Linked DNA regions of Mus musculus: regions 2, 3 and 4 are each linked to region 1. Evidence: chromatin contacts called from public Hi-C and promoter capture Hi-C data. All regions are on one chromosome and are shown on one strand. The core of a region is the stretch at or near the end of the contact, and the rest is flanking DNA. Distances in the headings are between cores, read along the strand shown.

Region 1 (4,096 bases), core at 606-3,105:
CTCTCCCAGAGTAATTTGGGGACTTTCACAAAACTCATGGACTAAAAACCCAAATTAATTTTTTTTCTTTCTATGTATAAGGTTATTTTTTTCAAGGGTGAAAAAAATTGTTTTGACTCAAATAAACAAACTAAAAGCAAAACAAAAAACAAAACAAAACAACAACTCTCCCCCAAAAAAGAAAAATGAGAAATAATATAAGCACACTATTTATTTACATTGTTCTATACATTCTTTCCATCCCAACCTAAATGACACGTGTCTTTGGACACTCTCTTGTGTCTCTCCTTTTATAGAAGTAGTCTGTCCTAGGCTGGAGAGATGGCTTAGAGGTTAAAAGTGCATGCTGCTTTAGCAGAGGACTCGAGCTGGAGTCTCAGCAACCACTTTGGGTGGTTTACAAGTAGCTGCAGCTCCAGCTTCAGGGCCGTATGATGTGTCTGGCTTCACGGAGTAGCTACACTCACATGCCCACAGTCATACATCCACACATAATTAAAACTTTAAAAAGTACTTTGTCCACCGGGCAGTTGTGGCACATGACTTTAATCCCAGCACTTGGGAGACAGAGGCAGGCAGATCTCTGAGTTCGAGGCCAGCCTGGTCTACAAAGTGAGTTCCAGGACAGCCAGGGCTACACAGAGAAACCCTGTCTCGAACCCCCCCCCCCAAAAGTACTTCGTCCATTACTGTAACAGTCTATTTACTTCTATGTTTTTCCTACTGCTTTTGTTTTGAGAGCAAAATCGAGCAGATGCTAGTTAACTGCTAAAAATAAATGAACAAGTCAAATTAAAATTTTGTAAAAAAATAAAAAAAATCAGGAAATCTCAAACAACTTACACGTACAACTATAAAGCAGTGGATAGATTCTGGTGCTCAGTAGAATATGACATACATTAAGCAAAAAGAACATATGGAAAATACATAGTAAAGTTGACATAGAACAAAATAATCCCAAACGACAAATGTGCTTAAGAATGGAAAGCAAGCGCAGCACCCACATCAAAACCATCCTGTACGCGGACATTTAGGTGAATTTAATTTATAAAGCTCCCTCCCATTCTTTTAGTCATTTACTGTGTATGTCAGAGGCAAATGGGGGAAACGGCTCATCATAAGCACTGGAGACCCACACTGGGAACCTGAGTAAGAATTCGGGGGAGGAAGCCATTGGGAGAATAGAAAAAGTCCCAGAGGAGGATCTACATCGCTCTCTCTCTCGCTCTCTCTCTCTCTCTCTCTCTCTCTCTCTCTCTCTCTCTCTCTCACACACACACACACACACACACACACACACACACACACACACACAAACATAGACAACAGAAGTTATGACAATGAGGACGGACAGAGGCTCTGGAGCGGCTGCTGAGCCAAGTGCACAACAGGAAGAAAGTAGAGGGCTCTGGGGACCAAAATCAGGATGTGGTGCACGCCTTTAATCTCAACACTTGGAAGACAGAGGCAGATGCTTCTCTGTGAGTTCAAGGCCAGCTTGGTCTACAGAGTGAATTCCAGCCTACACAGAGAAACCCTGTCTCAAAACAAAAACAAAAAGGAGCGGGATGTCAGGGTAGGAAGGAGGCCAAGGCAGGAGTCCGGCAGACGGTGGATTTGCTCCGGAGGGCCGGGGGTGGGGGTGACGACCTAGTTACGGGGTGAAGGGAAGGCAGGAGGACACGCCCAGACCTGGGCCACCCACAGAGAGAGGAAATGTGTCAAGGAGCTAATCCTGAACGAAACTTCTTGGCTGTGCGGACACAGCAGCGCCTACCGCACCTCTGCAGTGCCCTTGTCAGGTCCCTGGTGCAATTCCCGACCGCCGGCTGCGGGAGGACGCAGACGCCTGCCGTAAAGGACGCCCGCAGCACGACATCTCCAGAGCGACGCCGTAAATCAACCACCGGCCGAGGAACTGTAGAAACCAAGCACAGCGGGTCTGCGCCTGCGCAGCAAGCAGCCCAGCCTCCAGACGCTGACAGCTGATAAACCGACTTTCCCCATACTACTGCGCCCGGTAGTGAGTTCTCCCTTTCAGCACTGTCGTGACCGTTGATTGTTGTGCTACTTGAGCAAGGTCACACTCGAGAAAGAGTAGTGCTTCCCTCACCCCAAGGAAATGTGGTGATTAAAGCTCGTGTGCCGTGACCCCAAAACTTGTGTGACTGTTTCCCAGTTTCACGGTGGCAGTTTCCCTTTTTGGTAATAAACATAATAGCCGGGCTGGAGAGACAGCTCAGAGGTTAAGAGCATTTGTTGATCTGGGAGAGGTCCTCGGTTTAACTCTAGATTCAGGGGACCCAACATAGTTCTTCTAACCTCAGCAATACCAGGAGCACACACATGGTGCACATACATGAAGACAAAACTCTCGCACATAAAGTAAATCTTAAAAGAAAGATAATAGTGCCTAACGTGGTGGCTCAGGCCTTTAAATCACAGAAATTAAGAAACGGAAACAGGTGGATGTCTATGAGTTCTAGGCCAACTAAGGCTACATAGTGAGATCTTGTTACAAACAAACAGCTATAGAGTTACTATAGGGACTTCTTTATACTGTGACATGATGAAAACGTTCTTTGATGTATTAGCTGACATTTGCACCAAAGCAATCAGAAAGCTGAGACAGGAGGATGTATCCTCTTGAGTTCAAGGCTGGCCTGGCCTATAAGACAGATGCTGTGCCTGCGAATGAACAGTTTCTGGAGAAAATTCCCGAAGTCCATGTGGTGGGTTCAATAGGAATGGCCCCCATAGATTCACGTGTGTGAATGCTTGCCTCATAGGCAGTGGCACTATTAGGAAGGGTGGCCTTGTGAGAGTATGTGTGGCTTTGTTGGAGAAAGTGTGTCACTTTTGGGGAGGGATTTGAGGTCTCCTATGCTCAAGTCAAGCCTAGTGTGGATTAGTCTCCTTTTGCTGCCTGTTGATCAAGATGTAGAAATCTCAGTTCCTTCTCCAACACCATGCCTTCCTGCATGCTGCCATGCTTCCTGCCATGATGATAGTGGACTAACCTCTGAAACTGTAAGCCAGCCCCAATTAAATGGTTGCCATGGTCACAAGTCTTTTTACAGCAATAGAAACCCTAGTAAGAGAGTCCACAATTTATTAATTTCATTCAATCACTCCAACTTGCTCCACTCACCCCCTTCCATCGGCTGGATGTCCCATATGAAACTGGTTTCAGTTCAATTAAAGTTTTCTGAGCACTCAGCCTGTGTCCAGTCAAATATTGGCTCATTATGGAAGTAGTGAACCATACTCACAAAGTTCTAATGGCACGGAACTGATGGCCACCCTTTCCAACCCACCCCTCTCCTTATGCCACTGTGAAGGCCTGCTTAAGGGTCTCATGTGCTCAAATGCCATCAGGTAACTAGCCCCTTGCAGTTCTAGGGCTAGAAGCCAGGGCACCATATGCTAGCACATTCATGACCAGTGAGCCCAGTCCATGGCAAAGGTGGCAGTTCTCAGATCTCTGTCCATTCTCTCTCTCTCTCTCTCTCTCTCTCTCTCTCTCTCTCTCTCTCTCTCTCTCTGTCTCTCTCTCTCTCTCTAAGATTTATTATATCTTAGTAAACTGTAGCTGTCTTCAGACACACCATAAGAGCCCGTCAGATCTCATTACGGATGGTTGTGAGCCACCATATGGTTGCTGGGATTTGAACTCAGGACCTTCAGCAGAGCACTCAGTGTTCTTGACCACTGAGCCATCTCTCCATCCCAGAACTTTCTCTTGATCTTAAGTTTCACCTTCTTTTGCCTGACATGCTACCACTATCTCCCCTCCTCAAATCCATTCATACCCTGTCTGTTTTGCTAGCTTCTGATGGAAATTCCAATCCTTTGGACATTTCTTTCCTTTCCTTTCCTTTCCTTTTTTCTTTTTTTCTTTTTCTTTCTTTTCTTTCTTTTTTTCTTTCTTTTCTTTCTTTCTTTCTTTCTTTCTTTCTTTCTTTCTTTCTTTCTTTCTTTCTTTCTTTCTTTCTTTTCTTTCTTTCTTTCTTTCTTTTTCCGAGACAGGGTTTCTCTGTGTAGCCCTGGCTGTCCTGGAACTTACTCTGTAGACCAGGCTGGCCTCGAACTCAGA
Region 2 (4,429 bases), core at 370-2,869, 530 kb before region 1:
TAGAAACAACCAGACTCCATTTTAGGTGTTCAGGTATCACTTCCAGCAACCCATATTCTCCTCACTTCCCTGCACGTTGGGTTATAGTTAACTGTAACCAAGCACTCTTGCTTACCACTTGAGGGTTTAAAGCACGGAAGGTACCCGAGAAGGACTTAAGGCTTTTAAGGAACTTCATGAGTCACCAACCAAAGATGCCATGGATGTATCTCCTCTTTGACTCGAACACGGAGCTCCCAACCGTATGCTGCAACCCCAGAGAGAAGGCATATCCAGCTGCTAGAACGGGACAGCGCAACTGGCTTAAGAGGAAATGGATAGCTCTCATAAGGAAGACGCGGGTCCTACTGGTTTCCCCTGGCTGTGCTTTGTTTGGGAGTTTCTAAGACCAAATCTCCAAAAACCGGTTCTTTGCCTGTCCTTAGTCCCCCAAACAGCGCTCATCTCCACCATTTGCTGCCTGGACAGAAATCCGGCCTCTTCTGCATCTGCAATCCCATTTAACCAATCCCCCACGCGTCCCGCCCCCACTTTTGGTAGATCCCTTGAAGTCCCTCCTCCGCACGTGGCCCAGCCCAGGGATCTCTGCTCCCCTTTCGCCCTGAGTTTGGCGTTAGAGCTCTTTCCCACCACCTTGGGTTGTGAGCTCTCAGACACCAGTACATCCGTGGCGACTGAGCGGGCTGTGACGAGACCCCCAAGTGCGGAAAGGAGGTGTTTTCGCCTCCCTGAAACCTTCCAGACCCGTTCAGTGTAAACCGCCTCTGGTTTGTGTCAACATCCGAGGCCGGAGACTGGCGGCGGCTGGGAACCGGCTCCATCTAAGCGACGGGAATGCGGGAGGGTGGGGAATGGAGCAATGCTTGGCGTACTGTAAAGGCTCCTTCTGGAGGAGAACCAACAAGTCTTTTTAGGGGTCCTCGAGAAGTAAGGATAGAGCCTGACAAGAGATCTGACTTAGAGTTGTGGGGGTGGCTGGAGGGAGCCCACGCCCTCGTGTGTCTAGGTAGAGGATACTTCCACATCCACCCAGCTCGTGCCGCACCCACCCTCCCCTCTGCTAAACGGCGGGAGAGGAGTGGGTGTGGAGGGGCACTGGTGCAAAGCCGCGAGTTCTTGACCACCCCATCTCCCCTTTTCCACCTTGCCACTCCGCAGCTCCTCATTGATCCCCTCCAGGTACGGGCAGGACAAGAGACGGGGTCGCATCTTATGAATCACCCCCTATCTTACCCCCACCCCCGCTGGGGCCCAGGAAGAGAAGGCTTAGAAATTCAACTGTGGTTCTTCTGTTCCCATAGCAACGGTGCGGTTGTTTTTTGCGAATCCACTTTAATCATCGGTACTTTTCGCTCCAAACTGTGACCCAGGCTCTGAGCCTCAGGGTTGAGGAACAGATGGGGGTACAGCCCTCTACAATCCTGGCGACTCCGGGAAGGTCAGCGCGGGCGGACGGGCGGGGCGCGCTCTTGTGGTAGCCTAGACTCACAGGCCACCCCATCCCCACCTGAAACCCTGCCTGTCACTCGGTGCCAGCCGAACCAATCGATGTCCAAAGTTGCTGAGAGGAGGCGGGTCTTATGCAAATCGTGTCGCCTTCGAGAAGCAAATAGTGATACAAGAACTGGGGAGGCGGCTCCGACGCGGACCCTACAGAGCCTGTCGTCCGCCTGATAGCCAGCCTTGTCCCCGCGGCCGCCCAAGCTCGGAGCCATCTAGCGACTCGGCGAGCGGCCTCAGGTAATGAGGGTGGGGCCGGGCCCTAGAAGCAACCTCGCGGGGCGGAGGCCCTGAGCCCCTCCTCCTCCGCCTTCCACTCCCATCCTCATCTGCTCAGATCCATCTTTCTGACCCTGGGTCTGTCATAGGTGGACAGCCATCTGGGAAGCCCGCCTTGGGCCAGGAACTTTCACTTCAAGCCGGGTCTCCAGTTCAAGAAGGAGGTACAGCTGCCTCCTTACCCCCAGCTCAGGTAAGAACAACCATTCCTCTGGCTCCAGTGCAAACACACGCGCACGCGCGCGCACACACACACACACACACACACACACTCTTACTTGGGGGTGTGTGGTGTCACTGGTGCTAGAAGAGAGGTTTCAGTCACCCTGTGTTCTCTTGCCTCTAGAACCAAGCCTCATGGAAACCTCTACTTGGAGGTAGCCCACACCGACACCAATAGTTCACTGTCATTCCCATCTCAGGGTCTTGTTCCCCAAAAGACCTCGATAGCAAATTCATTCTCTGACTACACTCTCTCTGCCCCTTATGCTGACAGCTCACAGCATACCTAAGGAAAGGATGAAGACCCCTGAGGCTCCTACTCCAGACCCATTCACCATCTCCCTTCTAGTAGCCTCCCAACTAGACAGGGGTTCCACACTCTTCTTCCTTTATCTTGCTTGGAGCATAAACCAGGGTTGCTCCTCCCAGAAGACCACCCCATAGCTCTAGCCTTTAAACCTCATCATCCCTCACACAGGAACGCACCAGGTCCTCTCTCTGTAACCCGGTCTTCTCTGTTCCTTTTGTGCCTGTTGCTCCCTCTCTCGGCTTCCTGTTGTTTGCAGAGATGAAGCCAAAGATGAGTCCATGTGGGCTCATTTTCTCCTTTCCCTATGTCTGAATGAGAAAGCAGAAGAGTGCAAGCCTTGCCTTCGCCTCGATCTCTGCTTGACTTTAGCCAAGGCTTTTCCCTCTCAGATTCTTCATGAGATAGGCAAAGAGCAGGACAGAGGAGGGTTCGATGAGATGGTCTTGAGTAGCCTTCCAGGTCTGACATATTCTGGTTCCACAGCTGATTACAGGAGAACAAAGCCCTGTTCAAACCATTAGGATATTTCTCAGAGGAGACCTGAGAGGCCCCATCCATCACTGTAGGGACATCCTTTTCACTCAGGCCAAGGTTCAGGCTACTCCCTCCTACATATCCTACAGCCTCATTCTCTTAGGGGCCTTTCCAGACCACCAGGCCACCCTGGCATGAAAGCTCCAAATTATAGGTGGTCAACACAGCTCACCTTGTATGAGTCACTTTTGCCTTTTATTATGAAGGGGAGGAACAAGACCTGGTTGTTACTGCCATTGCTGCTGCTTGTGGAAGAGCAAAGGGAGGAGAGGGAAAGAGAAAAATCTCCTGACCAGGGAGCTGTTGTCACCATGGCAACCGCTTCAGCACCAGCTTCTCTGAAGCTAGGCGAGGGTGTGGGATTATTGCCTCCTTCAGTCCCTCCTACTTTTTACTGTCATCTCTCCACTTGAACCCCCTAACCCCGGACCCCCTAGAAGAAGCCTCTGAGCACAGAGGAGGGGGCAGAGATTTTTGAAGCAAGGAGTACCTCCTCAAGTGAAGCATAGCCCTCCAGAAGGTACGACTTCAACAGAGCACGCACCCACATAGGCGCTGGTCTTTGCTTTGTAGCTGATGGGCTCCAGTTGACCTTGGGTGAACCTTTCTCTTCCCTGACTCTGAGTTCTATTGTCTTTGAAGTAGGCTTGATAGGAGATCACAGACAAACAAAACAGTGTGACATAGTACCAAGAGGAAGGGCATGTTGCTCTTCTCTCATAATCTAAGTGACATTCACTGAGCGTGACTATAGCCTAGGCTCTGCCTCCAAGCTTCTGCGGGATGCTCAGGTGCAGCAGGCACAGGAGAAAAACTTCCAGAAGACAGACTTAGAAACAATAAGAATCAGGAACCTTTCCCCCTATCCAAGATGCTCAGAAATTGTCTAAGTCCCATTGGAAGGGGGAAAGCTTGCTTAGGGGCAGAAAGACCTGGAGACTCTCCCCTGGAGTCCTAGATCATTAGATCAGTGTCAGAAGACAGTGCATGGGTGAGGGTTCCACACCATAGCCTCACAAGGTCTGCCTGTGCCCACAGGTTTGAGTTCATGCTGCTGCCTGACCACTGCTCATCTGGGAAAGGGCTGGTTGCAAGGAAGAATGTTTCAGGGAAGGAATGAAGGCAGGTTGCAGCTTGTGTCAGCCCAGAGAAGGGGGAAGGCAGAAAAACTCTTTAAGCACATAGGTGAAGTGGGATCTAGCTGAGATGCCTGGCTCTGGAGGAGGATGGGTAATGGGTAGAACAACAGAGGGAGGATGAAGAGCAACAGGTGGGCAGTTTGAAACAAGATTCTAGATGGTTTTGGAGTTTTAGAGTCTGGTCATGAATGTGTGGGTATAGCTATTTCTACCCTAACTTTGAGATTAGATTCTAGAAGATTCTGGAGTTTCAGAGGGTCACCTATACTATGCATTGTAACTATGGGAAATCATCCCTTGAAACAGAGGTATCAGAAGGAGGGCCCTTCCTGTGGGGCAAGTAAGCCCCGTGACCATGGGCCAACACAAGACCCGATGGCAAGCAGGACCTGAAGAAAAAGGGGGGGGAAATCTGAAATAATCCATAGGTTCTTTTTTCCTTCTC
Region 3 (4,747 bases), core at 314-2,813, 1.0 Mb after region 1:
TGTGTGTATATATGTGTGTGTGTATATATGTATGTGTGTGTATGTGTGTATATGTGTGTGTGAATGTGTGTGTGAATATGTGTGTGTATATATGTATGTGTGTGTATGTGTGTGTATATATATATGTGTGTGTGTATATATGTGTATATGTATGTGTGCATGTGTGTGTATATATGTATGTGTGTGTATGTGTGTGTGAATGTGTGTGTATGTATTGTATGTGTATGTATATATGTATGTGTGTATGTGTATGTTTGTATGTGTTTTGTTTGTTTGTTGTTTTGAGATAGAGTCTTATCACATAGCTCAGGCTGAACTTGAACTTGTTCTCCTCTTGCCTCCATCTCCTAAGCGCTAGGATCACGGGTGTGAGCCACTTTGCATTGCGCCGATGCCTCTTTCCTGGTGCATGCACTGTCACACACTTGTAATCCCAGCTCTCTATACTGATTCACTCTCTGCCCCTACTCTGTTTGTTTGTTTGTTTGTTTGTTTATGTTTCGTTTGGTTTGGTTTCATGAGACTGGATCTCTATGCAGCCCTGGCTGTCCTGGAACTCACTATGTAGACCAAACTGGCCTAGAACTCACAAAGATCTGTTTGCCTCCACCTTCTGCCTCTTCTGCCTCTGCTTCTTCCTCTTCCTCCTCTTTTAAGGAAAGGCAGTCTAGATTTCATTTTCTAAGCCATACAGTGGCTAGGTGTGGTGGCTCATACCTGTAATTCCAGCAAGTGGTAGGCGAAAAGCAGAAAAATAAAGAATTACATGGAATTGGGGCTGGTGAGATGGCTCAGTGGGTAAGAGCACCCGACTGCTCTTCTGAAGGTCGGAAGTTCAAATCCCAGCAACCACATGGTGGCTCACAACCACCCGTAATGAGATCCGATGCCCTCTTCTGGTGTGTCTGAAGACAGCTACAGTGTACTTTACATATAATAAATAAATAAATCTTTTAAAAAAAAAAGAATTACAGAGAATCAGAAGTTAACCTGTGCTGAACAGCAAGCATATCATTGCTTGAGTGTACCACGTTTTTCTTAAAGACTCCTCTGCCAATAAACAAAGGTTGTGTTCAAATATGTATGAGTTTTATTAAGAACAAACCCACCACCATCTCCACTTTACTGACAAACACACTAAAGTCCAGACAAGGGGAAAACATCACCAGAGGTCACACACTGAAAACTACTGCTGCTTCCAGTTCCCCTTTCCGTTCTGTATCCTTCAACTTATCCGTTCCTGCTAGTGTGTCCCTGCCGGCCCAGCTTTCTGCAGCAAGCCCCGGGCAAGCCAGCTGTCTCTCAACCTCAGCCTACAGGATTCTTGCAGGCTTCTTAGAGACAGCCAGCTTTCAACGCGGAGGCAGCGCTCCTTCAGACCCCCAGCCAGCAGGGGGAAGCGTAGCCACGGTCGCGGATAGCACCCGCTTGCTCTCTTCGTGGTGTTCCTTTTTTCTTGAGTCCCCCAAGACACTTCCGGGACACGCGGAACTTTGGTGCAGCCGGATGCTGCGCGCTGAGACGCTGGCTGAAAGGCGGCAGGCGGTGTTTCCGGCAGTGTTAGTGGTCCGCCTTGAAACGCCGTGGCCAAGGGAAAATGGAGACAATTTTAGAGCAGCAACGGCGCTATCATGAGGAGAAGGAACGGCTTATGGATGTTATGGCCAAAGAGATGCTTACGAAGAAGTCCACGGTGAGTGAGCCGTGGTCCGGGCCGCATCAGGAGGCGGGCCTGGGTCCTTTGCCGAGCCCTCGCGCTGTATTTGGCCTCGGAGCTTCTCTGCGCCCCATCCTCACCCTCCTCCTAAGCTGGCTCGGCACTCTGGCCTCGTTAACGTCCTCCGAGGGCCCCTCAATCTTCCTGCTTCAGCCCCTGGGACCTAAACCAATAAGCGCATCACCCCTCGGGTGCTCTTTCCAACTGCTAAACTCAAAGTAACAACGTATGTGTTACCGTTTGCCTTTCTGCAGCTTCGGGACCAGATCAATTCCGATCACCGCACTCGGGCCATGCAAGATGTGAGTGCGCCGCCGTCCGCTTCCCCTGGGGTCGGGCTGGGCGGGAAAAGTGCAGGCTGGGAAGGTTGAGTGGCCCTGCGTGATTTCTACCCCTGAGTTCTTAGACAAGCCCCTCTAGGGTACCTAATCAGATGTCCTATCTCTGCCTCCCAAGTGCTGGGATTAAAAGTGTATGCAACCACCTCGGGATCAAGCTGTCTCTTAAAAGTGGTGGAACTTTGAAGACCATGTATCTCATGAGTTTTCCTTGGGTTTTGCCAAGACATCCTTTCTTGTTTACTTAGCCCTGTGGTACAAATTTGCTTCATTCTGATGGCTTTGCGCTTCTGTTTCAGAGGTACATGGAGGTCAGTGGGAACCTGAGGGATTTGTATGATGATAAGGACGGGTAAGTGACGGTCACATCCCTTCTAACAATTAGTGCTTTTGAGGAGCCCTGGTGAGACCATGGGCTGTGTGCTTTATGCTCTTCGGGTTTGTTGATATCTTGCAGACTGCGGAAGGAGGAGCTCAATGCTATCTCAGGACCCAACGAGTTCGCTGAATTCTATAACAGACTCAAGCAGATAAAGGAATTCCATCGGAAGCACCCAAATGAGGTAAGGCCTCCCAACTTAGTGTCCTTAGACCTGGCCGTTAACAAAAGGGAAAGATGCAAAGGAAATGGAGCTATGCCATGTAGATGTCACTCCAAGAAAGAACGTGCCACTTCACTGCATGTTAAGTGACATCCTCTTGGCATCCCTCTGCAGTAAGAGAACACGGTGAAGCACTAGGGCTGCTTCACAAGAATGTCTCCTACTCAATATACTGTGCACCTAGCTCTGCCCTGAAATCTACCAACACAGTGGTGCTCTGTTCACTTGCAGAGGTCGTTACCCCTTCAGGATTCATGTCCAATGCCAGCTTTTTCGTAAAATATCTCTTGGACTGCCTCCTCCAAAGGAGCCCTTCCTTAGCATGCTGTGTTTTGTGCCAATCAATGTCTGCCCGGCTATGCAGCAAGGGAAGTGGAGAACACTAAGTAGGCAGCTCTGTACACTCAAGGTCAAAGCCAAAGCAAGTCTTAGAAGCCCAGGCCTGTGTGTGCCTGAGACATCGCCAGGCCCACCTGAACTCTTCTCCTTCCCTCAGATCTGTGTGCCAATGTCAGTGGAATTTGAGGAGCTGCTGAAGGCTCGAGAGAATCCAAGTGAAGAGGCACAAAGTAAGTAATGGTTACTGTTTCTTCCTGGGGCTTCAGGCCATTCTCAGCTATAGAGCTAGGACCTATGGCTTGGTTTTTTTTGTTTTGTTTTGTTTTTCAATCTGTTTTTATTTTGTCTGTGTGGGTAATTTGCCTGCATATATGTTTGTATACCGTGTGTGTGTGTGTGTGTGTGTGTGTGTGTGTGTGTGTGTGATGGCCTCAGGAAGCCAGGAGAGGGAATTGGATCCACTCCGACTGGAGTTACAAATGGTTTTGAGCTACCGTGTAGGGACTGGGACTCAAACTCAGGTGCTGTGCAAGAGCAGCCAGTATTTCTAAATGCTGAGCCACTTCTCTAGGTCCTAGAACGTCGTGTCTCTAAAAACAAATAAATAAAGGCTGATTGTGGTGGAGTATACATTTAATCTCAGCTCTCAGTAGTTCTCTGAGTTAAATAAATGCCAGACCTTTTATTTTTTTAATTGTATGGTGAGTTAACATCTTTTTTTTTTTTTTTAATTTGTTTATTTGTATCTGCATTGGTGTTTTGCCTACATGTATCTGTGTTTGAGGATGTCAGATCTCTGAGTGGAGTTACAGACAGTTGTGAACTGCCATGTGGGTGCTAAGAATTGATCCCAGGTCCTAATGAAGGCCACTCATTGCTCCTAACCATTGAGCTATCTCTCCAGCCCCATTTTTTTGTTTTGTTGTTTGTTTTGATGTGACAAGGTGTCTCTGTATAGCCCTGGAACTCACTCTATAGATCAGGTTGGCCTCGAATTCAGAGATGGCCTGCCTCTGCCTCTCTAGTGCAAGAATTAAAGGCGTTAAAAGTGTGTACCACTGCCCAGTTTGCTTTCTCTCTTCTTTTCTTTTCTTTTCTTTTCTTTTCTTTTTTTTTTCTTTCCTTTTCCTTTCCTTTTCCTCTCCTCTTCTCTTCTCTTCTCTTCTTTTCTTTTGTTCTTTCGTTCTTTCTTTCTTTCTTTCTAAAAGATGGGATCTCAGGGCTGGAGAGTTGGCTCAGTGGTTAAGAGCACTGACTGCTCTTCCAGAGGTCCTGAGTTCAATTCCCAGCAACCACATGGTGGCTACAGTATGCTCATATAAAGATAAGTAAATCTTTTTTTAAAAAGAAAGAAAGAAAAAAAGGGATCTCTCCATGTAGTACTGGCTATCTTGAAACCTGTTTGGACCAGGCTGGCCTCAGACTCACAGAGATATGTGCTAATAATCCTGGTTAGTCTGTTTATTAGTTTGTTTGTTTAATTGTGTATGTGTGGTGTGCATACAAAGGCGTATGCGTAGGGGCATGTGTGTCAGGGACAACTTTATGAAATTAGTTCTCTCCTACTTTTACCTGGGTTTTGGGGTATGACCTCAGGCCTGAGAATGATCTAGCTGGCTTTTCTTTTCTTTTTTTTTTTTTGGTCAGGGACATACTATGTATTTCATACTGGCCCTGAACTCTGTTTTTTCGATGACACATGCCTGTATTCCCAGCACGTAGGTAGAAGCAGGCAGATGAGTCTGCGGCCA
Region 4 (4,486 bases), core at 1,765-4,264, 520 kb before region 1:
ATTTCATGGCTTGGGACAGACACCCAGTCCTGTTGGTGTGAGCCAAGAGGCATGAGTTAGGTAGGACTTCTGCTTTCAGATGAAACTACAGGGCATGGAGCATGCACCCCATAGTCTCAGTGCTCAGGAGACCTAGGCAAGAGGTTTGTCTTGAGTTTGAGGTGAGCGTTGGCTACATTGTGAGCTCTAGGACAGCTTTAGCTACTGTGTAAGACTCTGTCTCAAAATAAACAAACAGAAACAAAACATGAAAAAAAGTACAAGTTAAACAAGCTTAAGTGAACAAGGCTTTTTGGCTCACAGAATTAGAAGCTTGGTTCCCACTGGATCTGGAGACTCAGTGTGGCACCCTCTCCCACTACTTCCTCTCCCTCTCCTTCTCCTTCTCCCATCCCCCTCTAACATCACTGATCTGCACAGGCTTCTCTGTATTCCTTTACCTGCCACAGGGAAGGTCGGCTCTCCTGCTCACATTGTCCCCAGTTAAAACCCCAAGGGGTTAGCTGGACATGGTAACACATGCCTTTAATCCCAGCACTCAGGAGGCAGACAGAGGCAGGCGGATTTCTGAGTTCGAGGCCAGCCTGGTCTACAGAGTGAGTTCCAGGACAGCCAGGGCTACACAGAGAAACCCTGTCTCAAAAAACCAAAATCAAAAACAAACAAAAAAAAAAAAAAACCCAAACCAAACAAACAAACAAAAAACCAAGCAAACAAAAAGCAACAAAACAAAGCCAACAAACAACACAAGTTGGGGAGGGGGAAGTTTCCCAGCATCCATATGACTACTCAGAAGGAGTGACCCCGTCATCCTTCTGTCAGGCAGTAAGTCCAGGGACATAGCTGAGCACATGCTGTTCCTTGAAGACTGGGAAGATGGACTTATTATCATAAGTAGCCAAGGAAAGCAGGGGCATCAAGCGAAAGAATGGCTACCAACTTTCTTCTCTGGGACATCCATTGAACGGCAGAAAGAACCCCGTGGGAAACTGAGCTAACTTACATTTCCAGGACCCCAGCCCCGCTGCAGGGAGTAATCACCCCACTTCTCAACCATTCAGCCTTTAAAAAGAGAAAGTCATGGAAATCGGGAGAGAGCCACAATAGCCAGGGCTTACGGAGCTGTGACCAGAGGCAGCACCCTCGGGGCAAGGCTTCACTCACGGGGTCCTCTGTCCGTCCGTTCGTCCCCATATTCTACCTGGTGGTCACCTCAGTTGGCTCACAAAGACTTCTCTGCTCACATCCCTCTGTTTGAGGTGGAGTTTGACCACTCTGCAGGGGCTCATTTAGGTGGACGTCTAACACTTCATAACACCCACTGTCTTGCCTGAGGCTGACACCCAACCCCACATTCTAAAGAAAGGGAAATTTGACTTTCCCAGGTCATCCTTTCAAGCCAGCCACACAGATCCAAATTGCTGGGGATGGATTCCCTTTTATGTAAGCAAATCTCTCTCTCTCTCTCTCTCTCTCTCTCTCTCTCTCTCTCTCTCTCTCTCTCTCATACACACACACACACACCCCAATCCATCCAAATCTGGAAACATCTGAACTTACTTTACCAATCTTATTATTTTTTAACTTCCCCTCTCATTTACCCAAATCTACGCTACTGCTTTTCCAGTGGAGATATCTCTGTTCACTCCAGATAAAGGGTGGTACCCAAAGGCTCGGCTTACTGAGCTGGTGAGTTCACTGGGGTTACTAACATGTGTGTGGGTGAGGGTTATTTACAGGAATCTGAGCAACTCTGGAAACTGCATCACCAAAAAGCCCAGCACGGGTGCTGACTCAGGAAAACTGAAACACTGGAGTTCCCTGTGTGACCTGAGGGCAGCTACACCACCAAAGGTGCCCTTCCTCTCCCAACAGCGGGTAACTTTGATATCTGTATAACTAGGCAGGGACCCCAAATCTTTAGAATTCTCTAGGCTCCCCGAATCTTTTGAGTTTCTTGGGCCTCAGAGCCTCCCAGGAGGGAGTGTTTCGATCAGGAGGAAATAACTACAGTACAAAGTTTACTTGGTTCCTTCTAGACATGGTGGAGGCTGGACAGAGCTCCACTCTGTCCCAGGGGTCTCAGGCAAAGGAACCTCACCACCACCACCACCACCACCACCACCACCACCACCACCACCACCACCACCCGTCAGCTAAACCAATGTTTTTCAGGCATCTCCAATCCATGTCGGAGAGATGGCTCTGCCTTGAGGCAGATAATTCAGAGCTCTGCACCAGCGTGAAAAATACCCTGAAATTCCAAAATGCTAGGCTAAAATCCTTTGGGTTCTAGACTCCATTCCTCCCTTCCTTTCCTCACAACTGTAACCATCTCAAGTTCAGCGCGCGGGACTTGAAAATGCACGCCCCCTGCTGGCCAACAGGGGAGCCGACATGAATCCAGTCCCTTGGAATCACTCTTGACTGTGTCGCCCATTAGGCGAGCATAACATCGCCTTAGATTCAAGAGCCCCTTCGCCTGTGTAAGAACTGTGTCCCACACTTTCCCCTACACGCAATGAGGCTTCCTGTTCATGAACCAGGCTGTCCATCCAACACTTCCCTGGGTCCAAGGATAGACTGGAATGTGGAGAAAGGCGACGGATCACGCAGGGTCCAATGCTGGCATCTGATAGGGGTAGGAGACCTGTTAGTTTGGAGGAGCGCTTACTATTCATTTTCTGGTTTGGGCATTATCGTGTTAGGAGGGGAAAATGTTAGGCTTCCTCCTCTCTCGGTGCCCTTGAACTTCATCCCCGCAACCCCGAAGCCGCAGTACTCCACAAGCCTGGCTCCACTCGGCCTGCTCCAGAAAGCAGACTGCACCTGCTCCCCATTTGCTTCAGACCCGGGTCGGTCGAGGAATCAGAGTTCCCCTAAATGCCAAGAGGGCGGCTCGGACCTGACGGTCCCCCCCACCCCCCACCCCCGGCGGGCGGGGCAGGCTCACTCGCACTCCCTCCCGGCCCTGCCCGCCTGCCTCTCCCACCCGGGACGCGCCTCCCTCCCTCAGCCCGGTGCCGAGAGCTCCGCGTCTCCACTGCTGTCTTCTCCCGCCGGGCCGGATAGAATCCGAGTCGGAGCATGGAACCAGGGCAGCCCCGGGAGGCCCGCGAACCCGGGCCAGGGGCAGAGACCGCCGCGGTACCGCGCTGGGAGGAAGCCAAGACTTTCTATGACAACCTCTCGTCCAAGAAGAAACCCAAATCGGTAAAAGTAGGGCTTGGATTTGGGGGGACACGGGAAGGGCCATTTCTAGGGACGGGTCTCAAGCCCTTTGGAAAGGGCCTCGTGGAACCCCTCCCGAAGGTGACAAGGCTCCTCCGCCCCAGAATGTGCCCAGCAGTTGGCTGGGGCTCCAGTTTATTTTGGGAGCTCTGCTATAGTGGCAGTGCCTCCGCACCCCCTCCCCCCAATCCCGGGCTCAGGTTCTACTCCAGAATACCCCTCCCCCATGCTGTCATCAGGGGCCTATCCCCTCCGGCGCTGGCAACCTGAACGCGCGGACTGCACTTGTTGGCAGAGCTGGTCAGCAACCCGGGAGCAGCGCCCTGGGCTCCGTAACTCCTAACTCGACTCTGGGAACCCGGTTGCTCGCTGGGCTCTCAGGTCTCCTCCATCTGTGCAGTCAGTTCAGCTTCCTGGCCCAAGCCTCGGCGTTTGGGCTCTAACTGAATACCCAGACCCCGGGGGATCAGGTCACTCTCCCTGCATCTTAAAGGAACGATTACTTGCTCTAGGCTCAGGGCTTTGCTCCCAGGCTCTGGAGCTCCCAGCGCTGGGCTTTGCACCTTAGACATTGCTTCTGATCTCAGTGGTGGCATCAACCATTTGCAACTTCACACAGAGGCAAGCATTCCTCTTCCTCTGTTAGGAAAGTTCATGATACCTTAGCGTTGTTCACGCCTCTCCGCCTTAGACCCAGGAACTTGGGCAAGGGATTGAGAATAGAAAGGGACCCAAAGGCGTTACACAAGGACTTCCAGTCCGACCTTAAAGCATTCCACTGCTTCACTACAACGACTTTACCCAGGAGGCTACCCCATCCACAGTCACCTCTAGGCCTTGGCTCATCCTGGTGACAGAGATATTAAGTGTGGTCTGCCTGTCTCAGGAGTTTGGAGTGTGACCACGGAGGCTCTAGAGATGGTGGATTCTCAGGTAAAAGATCCTACATGCTGTGGGAGCACTGGGGGGGAGGGGGTGACTGCCACTGAGAAGGCTTTGGGATAATGACTTTTGAGCTGATCTTAAAGCTTCAGTGGGTGGGATCTCCTGGGAGGGTGGGAGGGGCAGAGGAGTGAGTGAAAAGCAAGAAGCTGTCTTTGAAGCTCAAGAACTTGTTCAGAATTCACACTTAGACATGCAGGATCATTGGGGAAAGTGTTACAAGGACTCAAAAGGCTCCCAGGCAAGGGACCCCTCTGACTGAGTACCTTGTGAAAGGGCCAGAACCTTATTTAACGGGGCTGAGGCTTTCACG

The links. Promoter capture Hi-C pulls out the DNA fragments that hold promoters and counts their contacts. A called contact is a pair of places that touch in the nucleus more often than the background predicts.
Region 2: a Hi-C map of B cells shows a contact between it and region 1, with 5 read pairs. The contact joins the promoter of Hpcal4 here to the promoter of Ndufs5 in region 1. A contact is called at or near these places in 2 of 39 promoter capture datasets (cranial neural crest and frontonasal cranial neural crest) and 1 of 484 Hi-C or Micro-C datasets (B cells).
Region 3: a Hi-C map of B cells shows a contact between it and region 1, with 10 read pairs. The contact joins the promoter of Sf3a3 here to the promoter of Ndufs5 in region 1. A contact is called at or near these places in 1 of 39 promoter capture datasets (hippocampal neurons), 1 of 484 Hi-C or Micro-C datasets (B cells) and 1 of 115 datasets of contacts at active chromatin or transcription factors (large pre-B cells).
Region 4: a promoter capture Hi-C map of hematopoietic stem and progenitor cells shows a contact between it and region 1. The contact joins the promoter of Nt5c1a here to the promoter of Ndufs5 in region 1. A contact is called at or near these places in 2 of 39 promoter capture datasets (cranial neural crest and hematopoietic stem and progenitor cells).

The regions. Positions count from the first base shown.
Region 1 is chr4:123,716,331-123,720,426 of GRCm38.p6, forward strand. Ndufs5 (NADH:ubiquinone oxidoreductase core subunit S5) reads right to left here and starts at 1,856. Exons shown (of 3, transcript NM_001030274.1): 1 at 1,783-1,856.
Region 2 is chr4:123,181,885-123,186,313 of GRCm38.p6, forward strand. It overlaps Hpcal4 (hippocalcin-like 4), which reads left to right and starts at 1,620. Exons shown (of 5, transcript NM_174998.4): 1 at 1,620-1,740; 2 at 1,869-1,972.
Region 3 is chr4:124,713,298-124,718,044 of GRCm38.p6, forward strand. It overlaps Sf3a3 (splicing factor 3a, subunit 3), which reads left to right and starts at 1,564. Exons shown (of 17, transcript NM_029157.3): 1 at 1,564-1,693; 2 at 1,972-2,019; 3 at 2,355-2,407; 4 at 2,513-2,618; 5 at 3,154-3,226. The coding sequence starts at 1,598.
Region 4 is chr4:123,198,471-123,202,956 of GRCm38.p6, forward strand. It overlaps Nt5c1a (5'-nucleotidase, cytosolic IA), which reads left to right and starts at 3,015. Exons shown (of 6, transcript NM_001085502.2): 1 at 3,015-3,213. The coding sequence starts at 3,088.